2 separate regions of the Mus musculus genome follow, and region 2 is linked to region 1. A link is a contact called in public HiChIP or PLAC-seq data. All regions are on one chromosome and are shown on one strand. The core of a region is the stretch at or near the end of the contact, and the rest is flanking DNA. Distances in the headings are between cores, read along the strand shown. Region 1 has its middle 16 kb from the start of Gm29679. Region 2 has its middle 5.8 kb from the start of Trp53rkb.

The links. HiChIP or PLAC-seq counts read pairs in DNA pulled down with a chosen protein or histone mark.
Region 2: an H3K27ac HiChIP or PLAC-seq map of acute myeloid leukemia shows a contact between it and region 1, with 4 times the contacts expected there. The contact joins two enhancer-like sites. A contact is called at or near these places in 1 of 39 promoter capture datasets (the HPC-7 cell line), 1 of 484 Hi-C or Micro-C datasets (the G1E-ER4 cell line), 10 of 115 datasets of contacts at active chromatin or transcription factors (acute myeloid leukemia, embryonic basal ganglia, embryonic stem cells and 5 more) and 2 of 9 other capture datasets (adipose tissue and liver).

The regions. Positions count from the first base shown.
Region 1 is chr2:166,545,072-166,552,802 of GRCm38.p6, forward strand. No RefSeq gene overlaps it. Among named protein-coding and RNA genes, the nearest start is that of Gm29679, 16 kb to the right of the region's middle. Within about 2 kb of position 4,205, at least 78 of the 459 cell types and tissues checked have an H3K27ac peak or open chromatin away from gene starts, as enhancers often do. A contact at or near this core is called in the HPC-7 cell line and memory CD8 T cells, where this site is marked.
Region 2 is chr2:166,784,146-166,791,876 of GRCm38.p6, forward strand. No RefSeq gene overlaps it. Among named protein-coding and RNA genes, the nearest start is that of Trp53rkb, 5.8 kb to the right of the region's middle. Within about 2 kb of position 2,681, at least 336 of the 459 cell types and tissues checked have an H3K27ac peak or open chromatin away from gene starts, as enhancers often do. A contact at or near this core is called in the HPC-7 cell line and memory CD8 T cells, where this site is marked.

The DNA.
Region 1 (7,731 bases), core at 2,955-5,454:
TGTGAGATCACAGCACAGAGCAGCCTCCTCTTCCTGTCCCCTCCCTCCAGTCCCAGGCTGAGCTACAAGTTAGTGCAACCTGAGATGCTGTTTTTGAAATTGTCCTTAGCTCATTAGTGTCATACACCTTCCTGTCAGCTCCAGACCACAGTCTGGGACACCCCACCACCACCATCCACCCCCTCCTCCCACTTTCCCTACCCACTCTCTCCCTTTGATCCCACTCCCCACACTCCCACACCCCTCCACCACCACTGCCCTGCCCCACCAAATATGCAAAACAGATTCCTAAATCCTGAGACCAACAGAGTTGGACCTAAGAGCCTCCCACAGTGTGTATGTTAGTTTTATTTCAGATTTATGGGCCAGGCAGGCCATCCCTAACGTCCGATGCGTACGTCTTTTACTGCGTTGGACAGCGGACCCTCATCACCATGCAGCCTGAGATTTACTGCCATCTTAAGAGCGTCCGAGTTTAATTTCATTACTTTTAAATATTTACAGAGCTTTAAAATTCTATCTTGGCTTTTATGGCGAGCAGTGGCATTGTATGTTCTGTCTGTGACTGTCTGACACCAAGTCCTTGGGAAGGGGCTGGGGCGGGGGGGGGGGGGTAAGGGGACCAAAAGGCAGCCCCACCCCTTGGGGGATCTGAGCAGCATGCTGCTGGCCATGGAGAGGCTGTGTCTGAGGGAATCCCAGTGACCCAGAGAAACCAGATGGTATAGGACCTAGAGGACAAGCCAGGCCTCCAGGACAAAGACAGGTGGAGCCTTCCAGGGAAGCCCCGTGACATCACTTCCTGGAAGTCAGGGCTCTGCTTCCAAGAGGCAATGAAGAGGTGAGGGCAGAGGCTCAGAGAACAAGGGAAGGGCAAAGATGGAGAGGAGAAGATGGAGCCTCGGAGACGAAGGCCTCTGCAGGGTGGGTGGGAGAGAAAGGGGTGGGAGGGAGGAGGACGCCTCTAGACAAGCAGCAGTTTCTGAATCCGCAGAGCTGGCTCCCCCCTGGAGCCTGTGCTGTTGCAGTAAGCCCAATTCCTGCAAGGACGTGGTGCCTGCATATTCAGACATGTGGGGGCAGACAGTGTGAGGCCATGCTGCAGGCTGATCGTTTATTCCCTCGTCAGTATCCACTGGACACTCTTCAGCACTGTGTCTCAGCCTTGGAGTTCAGCAGAGGCTGAGCAAGCCGAGCACTGTGCAGTGGGATCATGGCTTTATGGCCTTGATGAAGGAAGCCAACCACATGATGCTGGGGACTCAGCAGGGAAAGCAGGGCGCCACACAGACAGGAGGGTGTGCAGGGCACTGAGAGGGCTCCCCCAGAGCACATGCACTTGTGGTCTCAGGAGGTGACAGACAGTATGGACAGTTAAGTGAAGAGGGGACGTCATCTATTAAGTTACAGGGAAGCTGTGGGGATGCCGCATCCCGGCTGGGGTGAAATTTGATGCTGTGCTGCTTTGGGGTTCCCACAACCCCATAACCTCTCATCTATACTAATAAAAGCCCAACAAACTTGCTGGTTCACAAGTTGGAGTTTGGCTCAAGCATTACTATAGTTGGCTCTCTGGCATGAACGGACATTTGTTTTTGTCTCCCAGGAAAAGCTCGCATGACTGGAGAACAGGAAAGCCAGAGCATGGTCAGCTCCAGGGGACCCCGAAAATAAGCTGGCACCCCAACAACCATGCCTGTGACCCCCCTTTCAAGGGCCTTCACTGGGTGCACAAAGCCAGAAGCAAGGAGCCCATGGCATGGGTCACCCAGACAACACCGACAGTCCCAGAAGAAGGTAGGTCCAGAGGACCAAGAAAAACATGTGGCTCAAGCTACAGCCAAGGCCAGGGTTATGGCTTCACCTAAGAGATAGGGTGACAGTGGATAGAAAGGTGACAAGGCCTAACTCTTGTGTTCAGAGTTCTCCTCAGCTATGGGGACAATGGACAGAGCCATGAAAATGCCTGCAGTGGCTCAAGAAGAGGTGACAGTGGCTATGGCTTTGGTGGCAGGAGATGTGCAGGACACCGAGCCTGGAATCAAACCTCAGGCGCCACTTCAGGCTATCCAGGTGACATAAAGAACAAGGGAGACTCCTATGTCTGCCTGAAGCCGGTGCTAAGCCAGAGCAGCTATGTGCCTGTGTGTGGAGCAGTAAGGATTCCAGGTGGCTGGGCTTCTTGCTGTAAGCCAATAAGGAGAGGACTGCATTCCGGGCTCAGGAGACTCCAACGGGAGCAATAGACCATCTGACAAAAACCTCAGCACCAGGCATGAGAAGCCTTCTCTTGTGTTGTTGGTCAGGGTTATCCAAGAGCCTTCCAAAATGTTATAGGCTATCGCTATTGTCCTTGGTTGCCTCCCAGAGGAGGAAGGTAAGTCCCCATTGCTGAAGATAGCATATACTTCAGACTCTACCTGAGGTGTGTTATATTGCCTTAGTTAGATCACAGGATCAATTTCCTTTCTCCTGATTACAACCTGAGATTTCTGAGATGCTTCCATTATGCTAATGAGGCATCTCGGTACCCTAATCCCCCAGCCAATGACCTTTGCCCACCCTGGATGTCCCTACCCTCAGTTCCCCAAAACTTTATAAGCCTTGAATCACCCAAAGTAAAGTTGATCTGCCTCCTGATAGGTGGTCCCAGTGTGGTCATTCACCATTCGGACTCACAGAGCTTCCAACCCGTTTGTCCCCTCTGCTCCCACTGCCCTCGTGAACCATATAGGCCGATGACCACGAGAGCGGGGAGGACCACAGAAACCTAGGCAAGTCCGCAGGGCTAGTGATGTCATGGACCTTGGAGAACCTACAACCACCACTTCCCTCAGCCAGCATTACTGACGTTCTCCGACCTGTGCACATCTATGTTTGTGAGACCTGAGCTGTGAGGACCTGAAAGAACGGGGCAGACCACAGCCTAACGCTTTAGACAAGCTTACTTCAGAGTCAGTGGACTTCTATACACGAATGTAACAAAGAAAGCAGTGGCCCAGGGGAGGCTGTTGGAGTTCAGAAGAACATGATGAGACAAACATGTAAAGAAGCGTCAGTAAGCACATACCAAATATTGACAGAGCAGCGCTTTCCCAGCACTTTCTCAGGACAGAGCCATTGAAACACAATCGCCTGGCACATACTGGAGAGTATATCTGGGGAAAACATGAAAGCACAGCAGAAGGCCAGATCCAGATTCAGGGCACACTGACCGGATTGGGTTCTACAGCTATGATCCGACATCCAACAAGAATAAACATGCCTTATAAATTGAATGTAAATGTTTAGCACTGGAGGCACAAAAACACATCCAAAGAGCAAAATGCCCTCAAAGTAAAAGGCCCTCTGAGCTTTTTCCTGCCGCCTCTCTCACAGTTCCCCAAGGCATTGTTCCACATGGGTTACATTCCAAGTAGTTGTCTTTGTAACCACTGTGGTAGTTTGAATGGCACCCATAAGCTCATGTGTTTCAATGCCTGGTGCCCAGTTGGTGGAACTGTTTGAGAGGGATTACGAAGTGTGGCCTTGTTGGAGGAGGTGTGGCCTTGTTGGAAGAGGTGTGGCAGGGGCAGTGAGCCACTCTGTTTCCAGTTAGCTTTCTCTGCCTTCTGCCTGTGGATCAGAAGCTCTCACCTACTGCTCCAGCACCATGCCTGCCTGCTACTATGCTCCCCATTATGATGATAATGAACTCTAACCCTCTGGAAATGTAAGTCCTCTCCCCCCACCCCCCCACCCCCACAATTCCCCCTCAGATCTCCCCCCCCCCCCCCGCCCCTCGCCACAATGTTTTCTTTTCTAAGTTGCCTTGGTCATGGTGTCTCTTCACAGCAACAGAAAAGTAACTAAGACATCCATGGATAAGTGCAGTCCTCATCCCTCAACAAGGAAACTGTGAGTGTGTGTGTGTGTGTGTGTGTGTGTGTGTGTGTGAACTAAAGTAAAAGAGGCCATGAATTTAGAGAAACAAAGGGCAAGAGAGACAGGCAGACAAATAGAGACAGAAAGAACACTGTACCCACTGCGACCTTGAGCCCCTTTAGGCCTGGCCAGATCCAGAAAAGACCTACCTGGCCCCTGAGGGAGAGACAGCAAGAGAAGCAGGCTTACCCCTTGCCCTCCCATTTCTCACCCTGTGTGTTAGGAAACACTGTGGACCGCAGAAACCACAGGGGCTGCTTCCTTCCTGTGTCCTCTGAAGCTGGTCTGTCCCAACTGCTCTAGGTGGCACACAGCAGGTGACTAACTAGGGGTCCCATCCCCTTCCCCCCCAAGGCAGGGCGAAGGGGGAGGGTGATCCCCATCACTTGTGTCTTGTCAGAAAGTCGGGACAATGTGGCAGAGTGGAAGCCCCCAGTTGCCAGGCCCGTGGTGCACAGGCTGGGGCCTCATCAGGCCCACTGCCACCAATGCAGCAAGATCCTTGGGCAGAGGTTACACACGGGAGCATCCCAGCCCCTCCCACGGGCGAGCAGTCAGGACAAGCAGCAGTCTGAAAGCAGTGCACCTCCAACAGCTGAGCACAAAATGGACCAGGCCCGCCCTCCAGGATCCTCATGTCAAGGCAGGGGCAGACCAGGGTCAAGGGAAAAACACCTGCTTTCCTGGGTTGTAAATGCCAGAAAGGGAAGGCACGGGGTGGGTAGGGTGGAGAACATGGCCCAGACCCCTGTCTCTTCTCTCCATGTACAGACAAATTTACAACAGTTCTAAGAGGCCAGTGTCCACATCTGTCCCCAGAGTTCCTTCTGTGTATCCACTCGGATGCTATCTAGTCCAGGACGCTGAGTGCAAGGTACAGGGTATACAGCCTCTGGGCTACCAGCATGGCCGTCTGGCTGTGGAGCAGCTCAGCTGAGGAGGCCAAGCGCCTGCGGTGGACCTCAGGCTTGTACTGAGGTGCAGTGAGCACAGAGCTCCCTGGGAGGGGTTACACACAGATGGAGACAGGCACCCCAGCCTACCCTCCGTTCCCCTGCCAGCTGGTCCTGCTCGGTGGCTGTGCCTCCCTAGGGTGGGATGCTTGGCTCACACATAGTTCTCAGCACAAAGCACTCACACAGCAGATGGTACCCCAGCCCCAGTCAGGTCCTGCCTCCCTTTCACAGGAAAATGGGGGGCTGGCCAGGCAGATGCCCATCACGGCGCTTCCCCGGGCACTGTGACCTGAGGTCATGGCCACACCTGGCAGCTGGAGCGGCGGTGGGCTCCCGCTCCGCGCCTCTGTTCTGAGACTGCTGGCCTGCACAGCAGAACTGCCACTGTGTTCCTGGGGCCATGGGAGGAAAGAGCCAGCATGTGGCTGTCCTTTGTGCCTTCCATATGCATGGGACATCCCAGCAACATGGGGAGCAGAGTGTAGGGGGGCTTCCGGACCCAGAAGAAATGGCTCCCCAAGCCTCACAAGCCCAAAGGATCGTCACTCTTCCACATAGTCAATCTTTCTGTAGGTGTCTGCAGGCTCCCCCCACTGGGAAGGGAAAGGCCTCACTGAGGCTTCCTGGAAATCCCTGAATCTGAGCGTAGACATCTCTGTCCCATAGGGAATGGGCTGTCTCTGAGTGCAAGGGGAGCCCTAGGAAGTTCTGAGCAAGGTGAGTGGAGACAGGACCGCAGGTGACCAGGAAAGATCAGGAGCACAAAGGCTCCACAGGTCTAGCCTAGAGTCAGCCCAAGCTCATAAAGGGCAGCAGAGCCAGAAGATATGTGGTTCCCCCGACTCTGCAACCTCAGTACCACCCAGTCTACCCTGGCCCAGCCACCTATGAGGCCCCCAGCCTTGAGTTCCAGCGGAGTCAAGACCAGTCCATTGGCCTAGATAAAGCCCGCCTCAGGCTCCCAAAGAGCTCTCCGGACCTAACACACAGGGACTGCCACGGGCAGGGGCTGTTTTCCTCCATTCCCAGAGTCTTCCATGTGCAAGATGTGGCCAGCCCAAGACCAGGGCTGTGGTCCCCAGACAGGAAGTGCCAGGAACACTGCTTATCTCAGAACCTCCCACAGCCTCGTACTTGTCTCAGAACAAGAGGTAGTTCATTCTCTTCCCATTCCCCAGACTACAGAAGCCCAAGGACCGGAGGCCAGGATCCCGTGCCAAGGAGCCTCTGTCTTCTTATCTGTTAAATGGGTGCAAGGGAGAGATAAGCATTGTTCAAGAGCCAAAGGTGAAGAGTCTTCTGAGCTTGCCAGGCCAGAGGCTAGTGGTTCTCATGTCCCTGGCCACCTCGGTCACCACTGCCCTCCTTCTGAGGAGGTCCCGATGTCTGTGTGGCTCCTTCTCCAACACATCCCTGTCTCAAACATCCCACCACACTGGGAAATCTCCTTTCTTCCTGGAATGTTTCTCAGGTTCCATGTTCTCAGCAGAGCATGAGTCACAAGGAGCAGAGCTTCACTCCCACCTCCCTACTCAGTCACACGGGCCATCCGAATTGTGGCCATTGTTTCTCTGAAATGGGGATTTTTCCAGCTGTGGTGCTGGCTACCTGCATCATTCTTCCAGAGATGCTTCACATCTGCCCACACCTCCATGAGGGTCCAGTGCATGTCCCCAACCACTCTGTCTAAGGCGCGCACCTACACACACACACACACACACACACACACACACACACACACGGGTCCTTTCCACTAATTGCCATGGCGTCTCTCCTCCCCAGGCCTAGCACCTCCTGACACACTGATAGCACCTTTCACTCCCCTGTAGAATGTATCAGTCCCAAGAGATCAAGGCGATCTGCTCCACCCTAAGTGCCTGGCTCACAGACGATGGCCAGTCAATGCTCACTGCGCCATTAAGTTACCTAAAATCAAAGGAGCTAGGACAGGTCAGCTGGGGTCCACAAGGGGGTTGCCTAGAAACAGCCGGGCTCTTGAGTCGGGACTTAGGTCCTGGAGCATTCCAAGCTAAGCGGAAGAGAATTCCAGGTGCATCAGGACTCCATAAGCAGGGCCCAGGACACACACACCTCAAGTGCTGTCCTGACTTCTGAGCCCAGCAAAGGCCCAGATCTTAGGCCGTTTGACAACAGCCCTTTCAAAATTAACTGGATGTTTTATTCATCCTTAAATTCTTTAAAATTGCAAATCAAACAGTTGCGGGTGCTCGGCTAGCCTCGGCTTCTGGGCTCTTGTGTTGCAAATAACTGTGCTCTCCTGCATACCAAGCGGACCTTTCTGCGTCCCAGGAAAATGAATCTCTTTTGGTGTTCATTGCGCTAATTGCATCCACAGCGGAGGCAGAGCAAACATCTTTCCCTCCTGATTTGCATTATGCAAAACCTTAATCTCCCCAAGTTTCCTAAAGCCTTGTGAATGATTCACAGCCTTCCAATGCCTGGAACAGCTCGGCTTGATCTGCTTGTCCATATAAATTAGATTTACTGAGGAAATAAAGGAGGCTCGATACTATAAACTATTGGGAAGATGACCCCCGAGTGTGGATGCCCCATAAATTTGTGTCTTGGGGGGTACTGCGAGGCTGCTGATCACACACATATTGCTAGATTTATCTCTTTTGGGCTATTATTGACATGAAGAGGAGAGTAGATTGCCATTGGGAGCCACTGTGCTGTCTGGGAGAGGGGCTGGCTCTCCCTGAACTGGCAAAAAGTGGCTTACAGAAAGCCTTCTCCAGACAAGGGGCCACCAGGAGAGGACTCAGGTTGAAGCAAAAGCGTGCAGGAGAGGCTGGATTCGAAGGCAGCCGAGTTCAGCCTGTGACACTGA
Region 2 (7,731 bases), core at 1,431-3,930, 240 kb after region 1:
GTGAGTTCTTGGGTGTTCGCTATTGTCCTGAGGCCTGAGCAAGGGGCTCCTCTCGGAGTCTTTCAGCTGCAGTGTGGCTGCAGGACAGAGGGGCCTGGGAACAGTGCTAGCTGTATTTTAATTTCAGGAAACAGCAAACCATTTCTAGATAACTACATATCCATCACTGCATGGGCAGTGTGTTAGTTGTTTTTTTGTGGCTGTGACCAAATCACTGAGCGGATCTAAAGGGAGGAAAGATTTATTTTGGCACATGGTTTCAGGGATACAGTCTGCCATGGTGGGGAAGCACCCAGTTGGGTGTAGCAGCAGAGCAGCACGGTGGGAGCGGCCAGTCTGATCCTTGAGCATTGGGAAGCAGAGCTTGGCTGTACTACACTGACTTCCATTAGCTAGGCCACAGTTCTAGGAGTGCCACAACCTCTCAGGACAGCGCCACCAACTGGAGACTAAGTGTTAGAACACATGAGTCTGTGGGGGGGACGACGACGACATTGTATTTCTAAACCATAACACATACTAGTATTAACCAAATGTAGTTGTCATTTATCTGAAATTCTTACTCAGTTTAGGACAGATACATACAGGAAGGAGGAAAGTGGAGGCCAGAGAGCTGGCTCCAGAGTTAAGAGTGCATACTGCTCTTCCAGAAGACCTAAGTTCTGTTCCCCACACTCTTGTCGGGCATCTCCCAGTCCCAGGAGGATCTGGCATCTCTGTCCTCCACAGGCACTTGACACACACACACACACACACACACACACACACACACACACACACAGACAGACAGACATACATGCGTAAAGGTAAGTAGAAAGAACAGTAATAAAACAAAAAGGGAGGGGAGAATAAAAAACACAAATTTGTATCAATAGTTTTCATTGCTGTGTGAAAGCCGCCCGAGGCTTATTTTAAGTGTGCACCCCACCAGTGAGCAAAGCATGGCAGCAAGATCAGCCCTGCCAGTGAGCAGGCGGGGGCAAGGGGGCCTGGGAGGCGGGGGCGGGCGAGTCGGGCTGGAGCAAGGGTGAAGGGAAGATCAGCTCTGCCAGAGAGCAGGCTGGAGCGAGGGGACATGGGGGGGTGCAGAGCAAGCTGGCCGGAGGAGGGGGGTTAAAGGGGGGCGGGGGGGGGAGAGATCAGCTCTGCCAGTGAGCAAGCCAGAATGAGGGCGGGGGTGGGGTGGTGTGGGGTGGTGCAGAGCAAGCCGGGCGGGCGGGCCGGAGCAAGAGGGAGAGGGGAAAAAAAAGATCAGCTCTGCCTATGAGAGCTGGAATGGGCGCTGAGCTGGTTGATCACAGTACCACAGTCAGGAAGCAAAGACCATTGATGGACCTCAGCTTGCTGACAGGGTCTCCAGCACCAGCTGACTTCAATCTTCCCGTGTAGTAAACCTGAACTCTTTTTTAAAAAGAACATTTCAGAGACTTTGTGATTTAAAAAAAAAAGGACATATTTTTGTTATTTTAAAGTATGTATTATGTGTAGGTATGTGCATATGAGTGCAGGCGCTGTGGAGATTTGAGGCAGCAAATCCTGTGGACCTGAGTTTGCAAGCCATTGTGAGTGGCACAACGTGGATGCTAGAAACTCGGGTCCTCTGGAAGAACAGAATGTGCTCTCAACCACTGAGCTATCTCTCCAGCCCCTGTCTTGCACTTTAAAATATTTTAAATTACGTTTACTTATCTACTCAGGGAGGTGACACTTAGGGACAACTTGCATCTATCATTTCTCCTCCTTCCACCATCTGAGTCTCAGGGATGGAACTCAGGTGACCAGGCTTGGTGCAATCGCCTTTACCTGCTTAGCCATCTCACCAATTTCTGATAACTTCTTTTCCATGACCACCGATGTCTTTTACTCCTTGATTAGTTATCAGAGTGGTTAGCATGCCCTGGCACAGAACAGGTATGGTCGTTAGGGTGCTGTTCCGATCAGTTTTCTCACCCAAAGGACAAAAGAGAAAGTTACCACCAAGCTGCCTAGGAAGTAGCACTGGCCTGTGCTTCTCTCACAGGCTGTGCGGACTCGATTCATTTAAAACTCTTGTAAATAGAATCAACGAATGAAGCAAGACTGACGATTGGGGAATGAAAGAGACCACGGTGAGAGGTGATACCTGACGGCAGAAACTGTACCCACCACGCATGCAGGGCAGACCCCGAATCTACCCTGCACTCATTCCATACAGAAATGCAGATTCGCTTCCACCCCGCACCTGCCTCAAACTCTTCCTCCGCAAAGTCTCCATACCACACACATCGCCTCCGCCCCATACGCCGCATCCACCGCGCACTCACCCAACACTCGCCACAGACCCTGCATCCACTTCACACATTCCATATTCACTTGGCACAGACCACAGACACAGCATCCACTCGCAGAGGACAGACCTCTCTCTCAACATCAAGCCTGTACACACTGGAGAACCCACATCCACCCCACACAGATCTCAAACCCCTGCATCCTCCTGTTCCTGCTGGTCGCGAAACCTTCCTCAGCGCGGCTCCCAAGAGGAAACTAGCTGCTCCCTCCGGGCTATCGACCCGGACTCGGTCCGGGATACCGACACCGACTAAGCCCGGGCATCTTGGTGGGCCACCAGTGCTCTGAGGAGCTGAGTGGCGACGCGGGGGATCGCTGGGATTTGTAGTTCCAAGGCCACGCCCAGCACTACGGGTCCCAGGAGGCCGTGCGTGCGACAGGGGCGTGGTCACACTGCCTAAGAGGCTTTCTCCTCCCCGGAGCTAAAGAGAGCATAGTTTTCCCCCCATGCTTGTCTCCATCCTGGAGTCCTGACATCTATGGCGTGTTCATTGTGGGCCAAACACCGTTTCTCAAGACTAGTAGCTGAGGCGGCAGCGTCAATACTTTTTAGACGAGCAAACTGAGGCCCGAGGTCAGGAGCCCTAAGTCACTGGTTTGAAAGGGCATTGGGTCACAAGGCATTCAGACCCCAAGTATCACGGTTTACATCAGAGAACAGCTTGCGATACAGTGGGGGAAACTGGTGCCGCCAGAAGTGGCACAAACTGTCACCCCATGTCTCCTGACATGATGAAAAGCAGAAGAACACTAGGTAGTGTTCTTGCCTCCGCCACCCCCCCCCCCAAAAAAGTGTCTCAGCTATTACAAAAGAAGAGAACCCGACAGGAGCAACATGATATAGGGAGAATTTGGGGAAATCTCAGTGACTACCTTTCCCGACTGTCAAACCTGAAGAGCTGAATGGTAGCATCGGAACCTAAATCTAGAAGAATCTGACAACTTTATAGGGCCAAATCCAGTGGGGGAGAGAGAGGGAAGGAGGGAGGGAGTAAGAGAGAGAGAGAGAGAGAGAGAGAGAGAGAGAGAGAGAGAGAGAGAGAGAGAGAGAGGCAAAAGCTGCTGCAAGGGGGCTGGGGACATGGTTCAGTGAGTCCAGATCTCCAACAGTCACGGAGGCGCCCTTGGGGTTAGGAGTAAGCAGAGATGACATGATCCCTGGGGCTCACTGAAGTTCAGTGAGAAAGCCTATCTCAAAAAAGCAAGATGGAAGGTGATGGAGAGATGGCTCCGTGGTTAAGAGCACTTGTTATTCTTCCAGAGGTCCAGGGTTTGATTCCCAGTGCCCATATGTTGGCTCACAGTGGTCCATAGCTCCAGTTCTGCTACCAGGGAACTCATAACTGTTTCTTTATTTGACCTTCACTGGCACCAGGCACCCATGAGGTACACAATTATACATTTGCCAAACACACATATAAATAAAATATACCTTAATTTTTGTTTGTTTGTTTTTAGAGACAGAGTCTCTTTGTGTAGCCCTGGCTATCCTGGAACTCCCTCTATAGATCAAGCTGGCCTTGAAACTCACAGATTATCCACCTGCCTCTGATATTAAAGTGCTGATAATAAAGGCATGTATCACCACACCTGGGTCAAAATATAATTTCAAAACACATTTGTGTGAAAAAGCCAAATCATCTAAAGAGCAGTCTCTTGGCAATCAGTTTGGACCTAAGTATCAGACAAATATTCCAGCAGGACAGGTGGAGTCAAAAGTTAAAGAATTAAGGTGTATGCCCGGCGTGGTGGTGCACGCCTTTAATCCCAGCACTCGGGAGGCAGAGGCAGGCGGATTTCTGAATTCGAGGCCAGCCTGGTCTACAAAGTGAGCTCCAGGACAGCAAGGGCTACACAGAGAAACCCTGTCTCGAAAAAACCAAAAAAAAAAAAAAAAAAAAAAAAAAAAAAGAATTAAGGTGTATTTCAAAACTCCTCCTTCCACCAGGGGCATGAGCAAGCCTCTGCTAAACTGATCAGAGTGGACGAATTTTCACACTCACCCCATTTTTTTTGTGCTGTTCATGGAATACCAGCTATAAGTAGGAGGCACCTTTGAGTTTAATTTACACAATTTACTTGAACTGGGGACTGTAGCTGTAGTTGATTAACATGGGCTCTCTCCCTGGCAGCGGCAGCTGCGCACATTCCTCGCTACCGGCCCCAATGCTTTGGATTCTCAAACGAAAGAAAGACAGACAGACAGACAGACAGACACACACACACACACACACACACACACACACAGAGAGAGAGAGAGAGAGAGAAAGCCTTATATTTAACATCTCAATCAGCTTAATGGTTAGGCCACTCCCCAATTTCTACACTGCTAACACCTCCCCTCCAAAACTCCTGAGTTATTACTTATTAAAATCTATATTCCACCTTTGCTACCTTAGGGCCAGTTGGGGGTGGTGGGTGCTGGGGTCCCTCTCCTCCAGCTCTGACATGATTGTATGCTTTCCCTTCTGCAGCTCTCAAGCCTGGATCTTCTTTCTCTCCTGACAATGGTGATTCTCCTTCTTCCTAGGTGCCCTTGTCCTCTAATCCTGAAGTCCCGCCTCTGTCTCCCTGCCCAGCTATTGACCACCAGTAAATTTATTTGCCAACCAAAGCCGAGTTGGGGCAGAGGCACTTAGCACCTTACATGGAATATTCTCATGCAATTTTGGGAACCAATAATGCAAGCATTAAACCAAGTTTACAACAAGGAGAGCTGGAGAGCTTCCACTTGCCAAGTATATGTTCTTGTATATAAATATATCTGTGTGTTCTGTGTGTATGTGTTTCTTTGCATGGGAATTTATGTGTGTTGGACCTTGTATTTTGTGTTTGTATATATTTCTATGTATTCTTGGGAATATCTATGTTTGTGTTTATGAGTATATGACTGTCTTGTGTATTTGGGTTTTTTTTTTTTTTTTTTTTTTTTTTTTTTGGTTTGTTTTTTTGAGACAGGGCTTCTCTGTATAGCTCTGGCTGTCCTGGAACTCACTCTGTAGACCAGGCTGTCCTCGAACTTAAAATCCACCTGCCTCTACCTCCCAAGTTCTGGGATTAAAGGCGTGCGCCACCACTGCCCGGCTGTCTTGTGTATTTGTGTATGTGTTAATGTGTATGATGAATGTGCTTGTGTGCTTTCTCTGTGTGTTTGTGTTGTTTGTGAGTGTGTGTTTTGAATTTGAATGTTCTATGTTTTCTATGTGTTTGTGAATATTTTTGTGGAGCCTTTGTCTGTTTGTGTGTGTCTGCCTGTATGTATTTTTGTGTCTGTGATTGTATGAATGCTTTTTTGTTTGTGTTTCTGTATATGATGGTGTATATGTGTGTTTGATTTTTGTGTTAGTATATTACTGTATGCCTGTGTTGGTGTCTATGTATTTCTGTGTTTCTGTGCGTGCTTGTGTTTTGTGTTAATTTGTGTTTACATATTTGTGTGTTTGTATGTAGTTTTCATTTGTTGTATTTATGCATGTGTTTGTGTGTTTCTCGTTTGTAAGTTTTGTGATTGTGTGTGTTGTGTTTATGTGTGTGTTGTGATTCTGTGTGACTGTGTATGTTTTTTATTTTATGTGCCAGGGGCCAGGTTGGCAATTCTTATTTTATCTTGATTCTCTCTTGAGGTAGCAGAGCTGGAAGACCATCAGCAGGTGCAAGACTTGGTCTTGTGAGATATTTAAGGTTGGGTTACAGTTTAATAATAAGATGTTTATCTGTCTTAAATCTAAGTCACTTTGCTGCTGTAGCTGACTGCCTGAGTTCCTGAGGCCAGAAACCTTATCCTAGAACAGCAGGGGATTAAGTAAACTGGCCTTTGTTCTATCACTAAGGAACTGCAAGGCTCTATCTTCCCGCTTGCTAGGTGAAGTTGCAGGAAGAGAAGGGGGACACTTTGAAAAGTGATTTTAATCTTTATTTCTAAGTTCTCTCTAAAAAGTTTTCTATAAAAGTTCTCTAAGAAAGTCCTTCTAAAAGGTTCTTCTCTCTAAAAAAATTTTCATTTCTCTAAGGAAAAGGGGATCCTGTCTCTCTTTGTCCTCAGCATTTATCCATTTTTCAGAATACATGATCACATGGTAAAAAGTTCATCACAAGTTTGCACATAAATTCAAATCATAAATTGAATAAGAAGTTTACAACAGAGAAATTTTACATGCATGACCATTAACATTCATCATCTGTCACTAGCTCTGCAGGTTATTTTTTGTGAATTAGTAAGTTACATATGGATAAACCCAGTCAATATATATATATATATATTTTTTTTTTGAGACAGAGTTTCTTTGTGTAGCCCTGGCTGTCCTGGAACTCACTCTGTAGACCAGGCTGACCTCGAACTCAGAAATCCGCCTGCCTCTGTCTCCCAAGTGCTGGGATTAAAGGTGTGTGCCACCATTGCCCGGCTCCAGTCAATATTTTATCTTCTGTCCTTGCACCTATAGTAAATCATTAGTTTCCTTTTTATGACCTTTGGTTAATTGTTTTACAACCTCTTAGAATGTGCTCTGAGTTGTAGATGAGTGTTTGCTATCTCAGAAGCAATTAACTCAAGACTGGTAGAGTTCTCATTGAAGTTTTGATTATCAGAGAGAACTTAATAGCAGTCCTATTGTAAAAGATGTTAATAATCACTGATATAATTTTAGGAATTCTTTCAGGATCATCATTAAGAATTAAGAAGTCATCTATGTGTCTATATAACATCACTACAAGACCGTGCATTGTTGTTCTGCAGAGATCTGCTCAAAAGGGTGAGCTAATGTGTAGTGATTGTTATATAAATTTAATAATAACAGGAAACGCATATTAACAGCAGAAATCTTTCCTAAAGTGTAATCTTCTTGGCTTACCTAGAAAAGCAGATCTGTCATTAACTTTGATAGTCCATGGCAGAACCATCTCAGAAGATCACCTGCTAGTTTTTAGCTTCTCTCTGACATTTATGTGTGTTTGTGTGTATTTGTATTTTGTATTTATGTGTGTTTGTGTGTATTTGTGTGTATTTATGTATCCATAAATGATTTTGTGTGCCTTGTTTATGTATGTTATGTGATTTTTTTTTCCTTTTTTGAGACAGGGTTTTGGTTGGGTTTTTTGTTGTTGTTTGTTAATTTTAATTTTTGTTTTGGGGGGGTTTGAGACAAGTTTTTTTTTCTGTGTAACCGTGACTGTCACGTGTATATATATATGACTGTTTTATGTGCTATTTGCATTTACTTATGTGTTTGTGTATTTATTTGTGCTTGTGTATTTGCATTTGTTTGTGTGTTTGTGTATATATTTCTGTTTGTATGTGTACAAATATTTAGGTACATGTCTTTCTCTGTACTTGTTTGTAATAGTCAGCTTCTGTCACAAAGTTGCTGCATAACAAATAGGCACCACAAAAAGAGGGCCACAAAA